Linked DNA regions of Rattus norvegicus: region 2 is linked to region 1. A link is a contact called in public Hi-C data. All regions are on one chromosome and are shown on one strand. The core of a region is the stretch at or near the end of the contact, and the rest is flanking DNA. Distances in the headings are between cores, read along the strand shown. Region 1 has its middle 5.3 kb from the start of Spz1. Region 2 overlaps Serinc5 (serine incorporator 5).

The links. Hi-C and Micro-C count contacts between places; a contact is called where the count stands out from the background.
Region 2: a Hi-C map of liver shows a contact between it and region 1, with 6 times the contacts expected there. The contact joins two enhancer-like sites. A contact is called at or near these places in 2 of 12 Hi-C or Micro-C datasets (kidney and liver).

What each region holds. Positions count from the first base shown.
Region 1 is chr2:25,536,683-25,540,670 of GRCr8, forward strand. No RefSeq gene overlaps it. Among named protein-coding and RNA genes, the nearest start is that of Spz1, 5.3 kb to the left of the region's middle. Within about 2 kb of position 1,874, at least 13 of the 93 cell types and tissues checked have an H3K27ac peak or open chromatin away from gene starts, as enhancers often do. A contact at or near this core is called in liver, where this site is marked.
Region 2 is chr2:25,619,838-25,623,825 of GRCr8, forward strand. All of the region lies in intron 1 of Serinc5 (serine incorporator 5), which reads left to right. Among named protein-coding and RNA genes, the nearest start is that of Serinc5, 40 kb to the left of the region's middle. Within about 2 kb of position 1,769, at least 33 of the 93 cell types and tissues checked have an H3K27ac peak or open chromatin away from gene starts, as enhancers often do. A contact at or near this core is called in liver, where this site is marked.

The DNA.
Region 1 (3,988 bases), core at 624-3,123:
ACAAGTTCACAGCATCATACGACACACTACCACCACCCCAACACACACACACACACACACACACACACACAAACACACACACACAAACACACACACACAAACACACACACAAACACACACACACACAAACACACACACTCACACACACACACAAACACACACACACAAACACACACACAAACACACACACACAAACACACACACACAAACACACACACACAAACACACACACACAAACACACACACAAACACACACACACAAACACACACACACACACAAACACACACACAAACACACACACACAAACACACACACAAACACACACACAAACACACACACAAACACACACACACAAACACACACACAAACACACACACACAAACACACACACACACAAACACACACACACAAACACACACACACAAACACACATACACAAACACACACACACACACACAAACACACACACAAACACACACACAAACACACACACACAAACACACACACACAAACACACACACAAACACACACACACAAACACACACACAAACACACACACACAAACACACACACACAAACACACACACACAAACACACACACACAAACACACACACAAACACACACACACAAACACACACACAAACACACACACAAACACACACACACAAACACACACACAAACACACACACACAAACACACACACACAAACACACACACAAACACACACACACAAACACAAACACACACAAACACACACACAAACACACACACAAACACACACACAAACACACACACACAAACACACACACACACACAAACACACACACAAACACACACACAAACACACACACACACAAACACACACACAAACACACACACACACAAACACACACACAAACACACACACAAACACACACACACAAACACACACACACATACACACACACACTACTATTACTTATGTCCTTGTTCAAATACCTAGGGATAATTTGAATATGGCAGAGAAAGTTTGGTAAAATAAAACTTGTTTGGGCAGTTGTTTTATAGTTTATTTTATGTGTGTACATTTTTGTATGTAAGTATGTGTGTGTGTGTCATGGACATGCCTGGTACCCTCAGATCTTGAAGAGGGCATCAGATCTCCTGGAATTTGAACTATCATATGGGTGTGGGGTACCAAACCTGAGCCCTCTACAAGTGCTCCTAGGCCACAGGCCATCTCTCTAGCCCTCCCAATAGTTTAAGAAATCGGTATCTTGGAGCTAGGGATTTAGCTCAGTGGTAGAGCACTTACCTAGGAAGCACAAGGCCCTGGGTTCGGTCCCCAGCTCCGAAAAAAAAAGAACCCAAAAAAAAAAAAAGAAAAGAAAAGAAAAGAATAGAAAAGAAATCGGTATCTTACTGATGACTACCAATGTGGTTAAGACGCCAACGTGTGGTTAGAATCTTAGGTTTGTAAGGGACGCTGTGCGATGTTTGTTTTCTTTTTTAAAGGGGGGCCTGGTGTACTTGAGCACTTGAACAGGGCATCGACCCCCTGGAATTGGAATTATAGGTGGTGTATAGATGGGATTAAACATTGCCACGGGGGTGGAATATCTAACTGGGATCCAAACTTGGGTTCTTGGCAAGAGCAGCGTGTATGCTTAACTACTGACTGGTCTCGCAAGCCCCTGCAAGGTGTCGTTTTAACATCTTGACTTACGTTGTAACTCTCGAATGTAATCCCATATTTGTATATAGCCATCTCGTAGTAAGTTTTTCTAAAATCGAAATTTTTATTTAAAAAAGCGAATAGATGTAGCTGAGCAGGTCCGAACCTTCTCCTCAACAGGTGTTTTTACCACCAGGTGGCGATATAGACCGAAGACACTGTCATTGGCTGAAGGAGTCCGAGACGGACTGCTGTGGAGACGGACCGTTGTGGAGACGGACTGTTGTGGAATCTGAGACGTGTTCAGGCACAGCTTTTAGGGCTCAGGAATGTCAGTTCTCAAGGACTTGACAGAGTTGTGATGGAAGTCTGGGGAGGCAGGTTCTATGGGCAGGAGGCTGCAGCAGTGTTTTACACACCACTGTTCTGCAGGGACAGCAGCTTTGGCATTGCTGGGACTGGCTCCTCTTACGTGCCTGTTGCCAAACGAACCTGTAGAATACAGACAGAAGTTCTGTAGCAGAACAAAGTCCAGAGTAGAAACTGCTGAGAAACTTCCCTAGAGTAGGGAGCAACTTCCTTTGGGAGCAACAAGTCGGTATTTGCAGAGTTAAAAAAGCCAAAATAAAAGCAAAGCCCTCACACCTTATCAGCAGACTTTGAGCTCTTGGAGTCTGGCCCAGAGACTTGTGATGTCTTAATCAAATATTCAAAGCCAAACTCCTCATGATTCATGTAGCTTCCCCACTCCCCACCAGAAATGGCTAATCTCAAGAATAGCTCACCATTGCTATAAACTACTGCTTGGGTGAGCGTGATGATCCATGCATACGGGCACTTACTGACAGACTAGGTAGGACTCACGTGGTGGGAGGCCGAACGGACTGGGATAGTTGTCTTCTCTTCCACATGCCACAGACAGACAGACAGACACACCACACACCACACACACACACACACACACACACACACACACACACACACACATACACACTAAGGAAAATATAATACAAATTTTAATGAACTATGTAACAAAGAGTGAGATGCCCATTTCCCTCTTTAGAAATGGACTGACACACAAATGGGACATGAGATACAAGCAAGAACTGCCCCCAACTATTATAAAAGAGTCCCCATCTCTCTGTGACAGTGACAATCTATCATCTCTATATATCTGTCTGTCTGTCTATCATCTCTATCTGAGAATGAGCCCACTATCTCTCTTGAAGCACTTTTTTTTTAAGTCTTTTTATAGCAGCCCTTTTCTGGTAAGTAGATTTATTTCGTGCTGCGGAAGGAAGGGCTTTTTGCCACTCATTCTCAGCTTGACAGTAGTCACTAGCTAAGTAAAACTTGAGTTCCAGGTTCGGAAGAAATGGGCAAAGGCAGAGCATGATAGGGGACAACACCCAATTGGCCTCCTCTGCACCCCTGTGTGCATACAAACGTGTGCACATATACTTGTATGTATACCACTCACACATGGGAACATAAACAAAATAATAACTTACCAGAAGACTTTATGACTTGTATGTGACTAAAGCTCTAAATAACAAAATGTCTGCCCCGTGAGTCATTCACCCTGACCCAAGCTCTCGGATTTCTGCAGGGAAACCGCAAACACTGTTCATGCTTTGACTCCATGTGACTCCTCAAGCTGTGAGAACATGCCTTCTTGCCCACCTGCATTAAACAAAGTTTCTCAAAGACTTTCTTGCTGGTAAGCCCAGAAGGCAGGTTTCTCTGCTGCCCCTCAGCAGAAAACTATACATCTGGCTACCCCAGACACGTCGGCTCAGAACTAGCGATGGTGGCCGATAGCCTGCCCCAGACTGGTTTAGCTGCTTCTTAGACCAGCAGAGTCAGTTAGAGCAGCTTGGTCGGTTGCCCACTTGTCCACATCCTCAGTTTGCCCAATGGTTCCATTTGTGAGCCTGGTTATTAAGGCATTGAGCAGTGTCTGGTATTTAATAGGTACTAGTGAATTCAGGATTTTCTTTTATTTGTTTCTGGAGACAAGGTCTCCTTCCCTACATCTTGAACTCAAGTTCCTCTTGTATTTGCCTCCTAAGTGCTGGATTACAGGGGTGGGTCCCTACTCCTGACTCAGGAAACTGGACATTTTCATTTTTATTTATTTTTAAAGACATTTTAAAGTGATATAATGCGACTACAGTTCTTCTCCCACTCAGTGGCTGCTGTTGGTGCTGTTTGTTGCCAACTGCCCCTTCTTGGAGTCATTCTCAAAGACTTTTTTGTTTTGTTTTGTTTTTGTTTTTGTTTTTGTCCAGGGCTACCATCTAAGCCTTGCTTGGTCAACCTCGTGGTCAG
Region 2 (3,988 bases), core at 519-3,018, 83 kb after region 1:
TGCTCACAGCCTGGCCTTGGGTTTCTCAGACCTGAGCTGCTTGCCGAGGCCACTGAATCGATCTTTGACTGTACTCTTTGTGGAAACCAGCTCTAGGCTACGGGAAGGGAGCTCTTCTCTAACAGCTCCCAGTGTCCTCCCACTGGGCTGGGAACCTCTGAGAAGCCTGGCAGCTCAAGGGCATTCTTGAACCAAAGAGCACACATCCAGGAGCAGAGACAAGGACAGGGAAGTGCCCCTTTCTAGGCTCCGTGCTACACATCTCTCTTCCCCTGCCTGACCTTTTAGGTAGCATTTGGCCTAATTTATTATTGCTTTAGATCCCACCAAGTAGAGGTTTAATTATTTATACTGGTTAAACAAAAAACATTACCAGGGTAACAGAGTACCACCTCTGTCTGTCTGTCTGTCTGTCTGTCTGTCTGTCTGTCTGTCTGTCTACTTATTCAACTTGGCATCCTAATGGTTTCATTTTCGTGGTAAAAATAGGTAACAGAATTTTACCATCTTCACCATTTTTAAGGGAGCAGTAGACATCTTATTTTTCTGGTGCCTCAGTTACCTCGTGGTCTTCCATCAGTCTTTTGGCTGAAGTAAAGTTCTTTTATTAGCTTTCTGATTGCTTTAGCAAATGATTGAGTGCTTCCCACCTTCAGGATGGAGCAAGAACACTGTTTGTTTTCCTCCCCAACAGAAGCTTGAGGCAGTGGTTTTCTAATTATGAGGTAGACACCTGTGGCACTTGTTGTTGTCGTATGTTCAAAACATACAGAGCAATATAATGACTCCAAAGCCTGTATTTCTTCAGGGCTGTGGGCACAGGGATACACCTTCTGGGTTGCATGTGTTACAGCTGGTCTATGTCTCTCTGCTTTTATCTCGTTTTGTCTACTCTGTGCTCTTATGTTATTAGCTGCTTTTGGTTAGCGCACCATAGATTGCTTTCTGTGAGCACAGGGAGTCTTTCTGTGTAACCGGGATAATCACTGCAGTAGGTATAGTCTAAATGTGAATCTACTGACATTCAAGTGACCAGTTGATCAATAGTTCATTGAATAATTCATTGAACCTTCCGCCTAAGTTAACTTTTCTTTCATTGTTACTCCTCTTTTATTTTATTTTATTTTTATTTTTTAATTTTTTTTGAGACAGATTCTAGTAGCCCATACTCAGTCTAATTCTCTTGCCTCATGGTCGTTCAAGTGTTGAGATTGCGGACATGAGCCCCCTATGTACCTGCTATCTCTTTTCTTATTAAATAATGTAATTCTTACAAGTATCCTTTCTCCTTGCTCAGTGATGGAAATGAGGTTCGGTGTGCACTGCTACGTTCCCAGGAGCAAATGCTGCCCTCAGTAAACGCGCATCCAGCAAACACTGGCTAAGCGAGTGAATGGCCCGGTTGTTTCTGTAGAGCTGGGTGGGAACTGGAATTTTAGTCCAGAGCAGGATTTGGCGATGAGGTTTGGTGCCTGGGTCATTGATCTGCTTGGCAGAAGGCTCAGAGAAGACTTCCAGGTCCCCTGCAGTTAGAAGTCCTAGAAACCACATAAGCCATGGAATACAGGGCAGAGAAGGAAGGCGACTTGATGGCCCCTTACTGTGTAAAGAAAAGAAAAATTGCTTCTTCCTTTGCTTACTCCTCCCAACTCAGCCAGTCTCCTTTTTAGAGGAAACCAAAGTTTGGCCAATGTGATGTGTTCTGTTAATTCTAATGCGAGCAGGAATTAGAGCAGAGTTCAGCAGATGAAATCCTGGCTCTGTCCTCACCAGCTCTGTCCCCTTAGCTTGCATCATTTCTCTGAGCCCGGTCTCGTCTTAACACAGAGATGACAGTGTTTAATCATCGTCCCCTGCAGAGGGTACACTTTTGGTAGATGTTAGCTAATAATATACATTACATAAGCTTTGTTTGTGTGGAATAAATCCACAGTAAGCTGCCAAACCAGTCAGTTTCCTGATGCGTGGATTTGTGTTGCGTTCCCTTTGGCACAGTCGTTCTGTGAGTCTCCAAGCCACAGCCGTGACCGGAGGACTAACTATAGCTTTAAGTGTATACCTGAGCTTGGGTACTTTGTTACACATGACAGAGAGCAGAAATGACGGTAACTCTTTAAACTACTGTAGTTAATGCCTGGCAGTCTGAGAAAGTGACAGGATAACACCCCAGTGAAACCAGCTCTAACCATCTCCTAACCACATCCTAAGATTTGTGGTGCCTGCCATTCACACTTCCCCTCATCTTTCTGGCTATCTGGGCTCAGGTAATTCTTGGACTACTGGCAAGGGTCTGGCAGTGTCTGCTGGAGTTAAGCCCTGCATCTCCACAGGTACTCCTGGCCTGGAAAGTTAACCCAGAACCAGTGGACCAATAATAGTGTGTAAGTGCAGAGTCCTCAGGGTAGAATACAAGGTTCCCTGCACACCACCTCCTGTCACGTGTACACACTACGTGTACACACTGTCTCCGCAGAAGGACTCCTGTAATCCCATTTCAGTATTTCAGAGATAGACATTTCAGTGTCTGTGCACACCTGGCACCAGAGTGGGTGCCTCTCCCTGTCCTCAGGCAGTGGATGAGCCCTGATGTTTCTACACTGTGTGTGTGTGTGTGTGTGTGTGTGTGTGTGTGTGTGTGTGTGTATACACACGCATGTGGGGGGTGGGGGAGAAGGTGAGCTGCGAAGCACTGATTCAGCAGCCTAGAATTTCAGGACCTAGGGCTGCCCAGTTAAAATTCTGGCCTTCACTTTTCAGATCTGGAGTATACAACTCCTTTCTGTTATGGTAGAAAACCAAAGGTCACTATTAAAAGGAATGTAGGGTTGAAATGGCAAGATCCAGGAAAAAGAAAGGGCTTGCTGCTGGGTATGAGGTGACAGAGCAGATAAGAAAGACGGCTTTGAGCCAGTGCGGCTCCGCTGGCTGCAGTCCCACAGAAGATACACAGAAGACACTATTGTTTTTTGTTTTTTTTAATACATTCCTTTTTCTGGTAGTTACAGTAGACTAAATTCTAAGCAAGGACGGGTTTATTTTGTTTTAAATAAATCTATTCCTTTTCACCTGTTGTGTTCTGCATATTTCAAAAAGAATATCTGAGACTAACCTGTAGAAAAGGAGTTAAACGTGAGGTAACCAAGAGAAAGTATATCTTGGTAAACTATGATAAGAATAAACTTGTCCAGAGACAGTAAAAGAAAAAGGCCTATGGTAAAGTACTAGCTGGTTGTGTGAATTTGAGAATAGTCTAATTGGCTGTTAGCAGGCCTCACGAAGTCAGATGGTAGCAGTGCTGACCAGGGCTAATGGCCAGTAGGCAGTGGCAACAGCAACACATCAGATGCACAGAAGACTGCACCAAAATTAGGCAACTCGTGAGCTTGCATGAGCATCGCCCTGCTTGGACCAGTGGAAGTGTGTAGAGCATGTGGGTCTCTGTTGACTTACTTCTCCATGCCCAGAGAATTAACCAGACTTAATAAAAATGGCCCCAGTCTCCTCCCAGATTCAGCCATAAGTCATATTAAGAGCCCATAGACAAGCAGTTCAGCACCCCCTCCCATACAGCAGCACACAGAACCTCTCTGGCTGCCCGTCCTTCCAGAACTCTGTTTTCTACAATAGAGCTTTGCACTTCTCCTTCCACTCCCATAATAAAAAACCCTTTAACCACGTCCTTTTGATTGTTTGTGAATGTCATCCCATGCGTTATTAGAAAAGGACCCAGGATGGAAACCTGTGTGAACGTGAACATTCCAGCACCCAAGCTTCAGAGTTTAGTTTTCCCCTCAGGGACCATCACCACTCCCGACTGCTGCTTTCACCCACTCCTAGCCTGTTTCATTGTTATCTGCCGTGAGCTTCAGAACCTGGCAGTTAGGCCTTTGGACTCTTGTATGTGTCTACCTTTCTGTGTGTTTGCTTACTCAGTGACACTTGCAGGCTTCCTGAAGGATATTTCCAGTTCACACTTCCAGGTCATGAG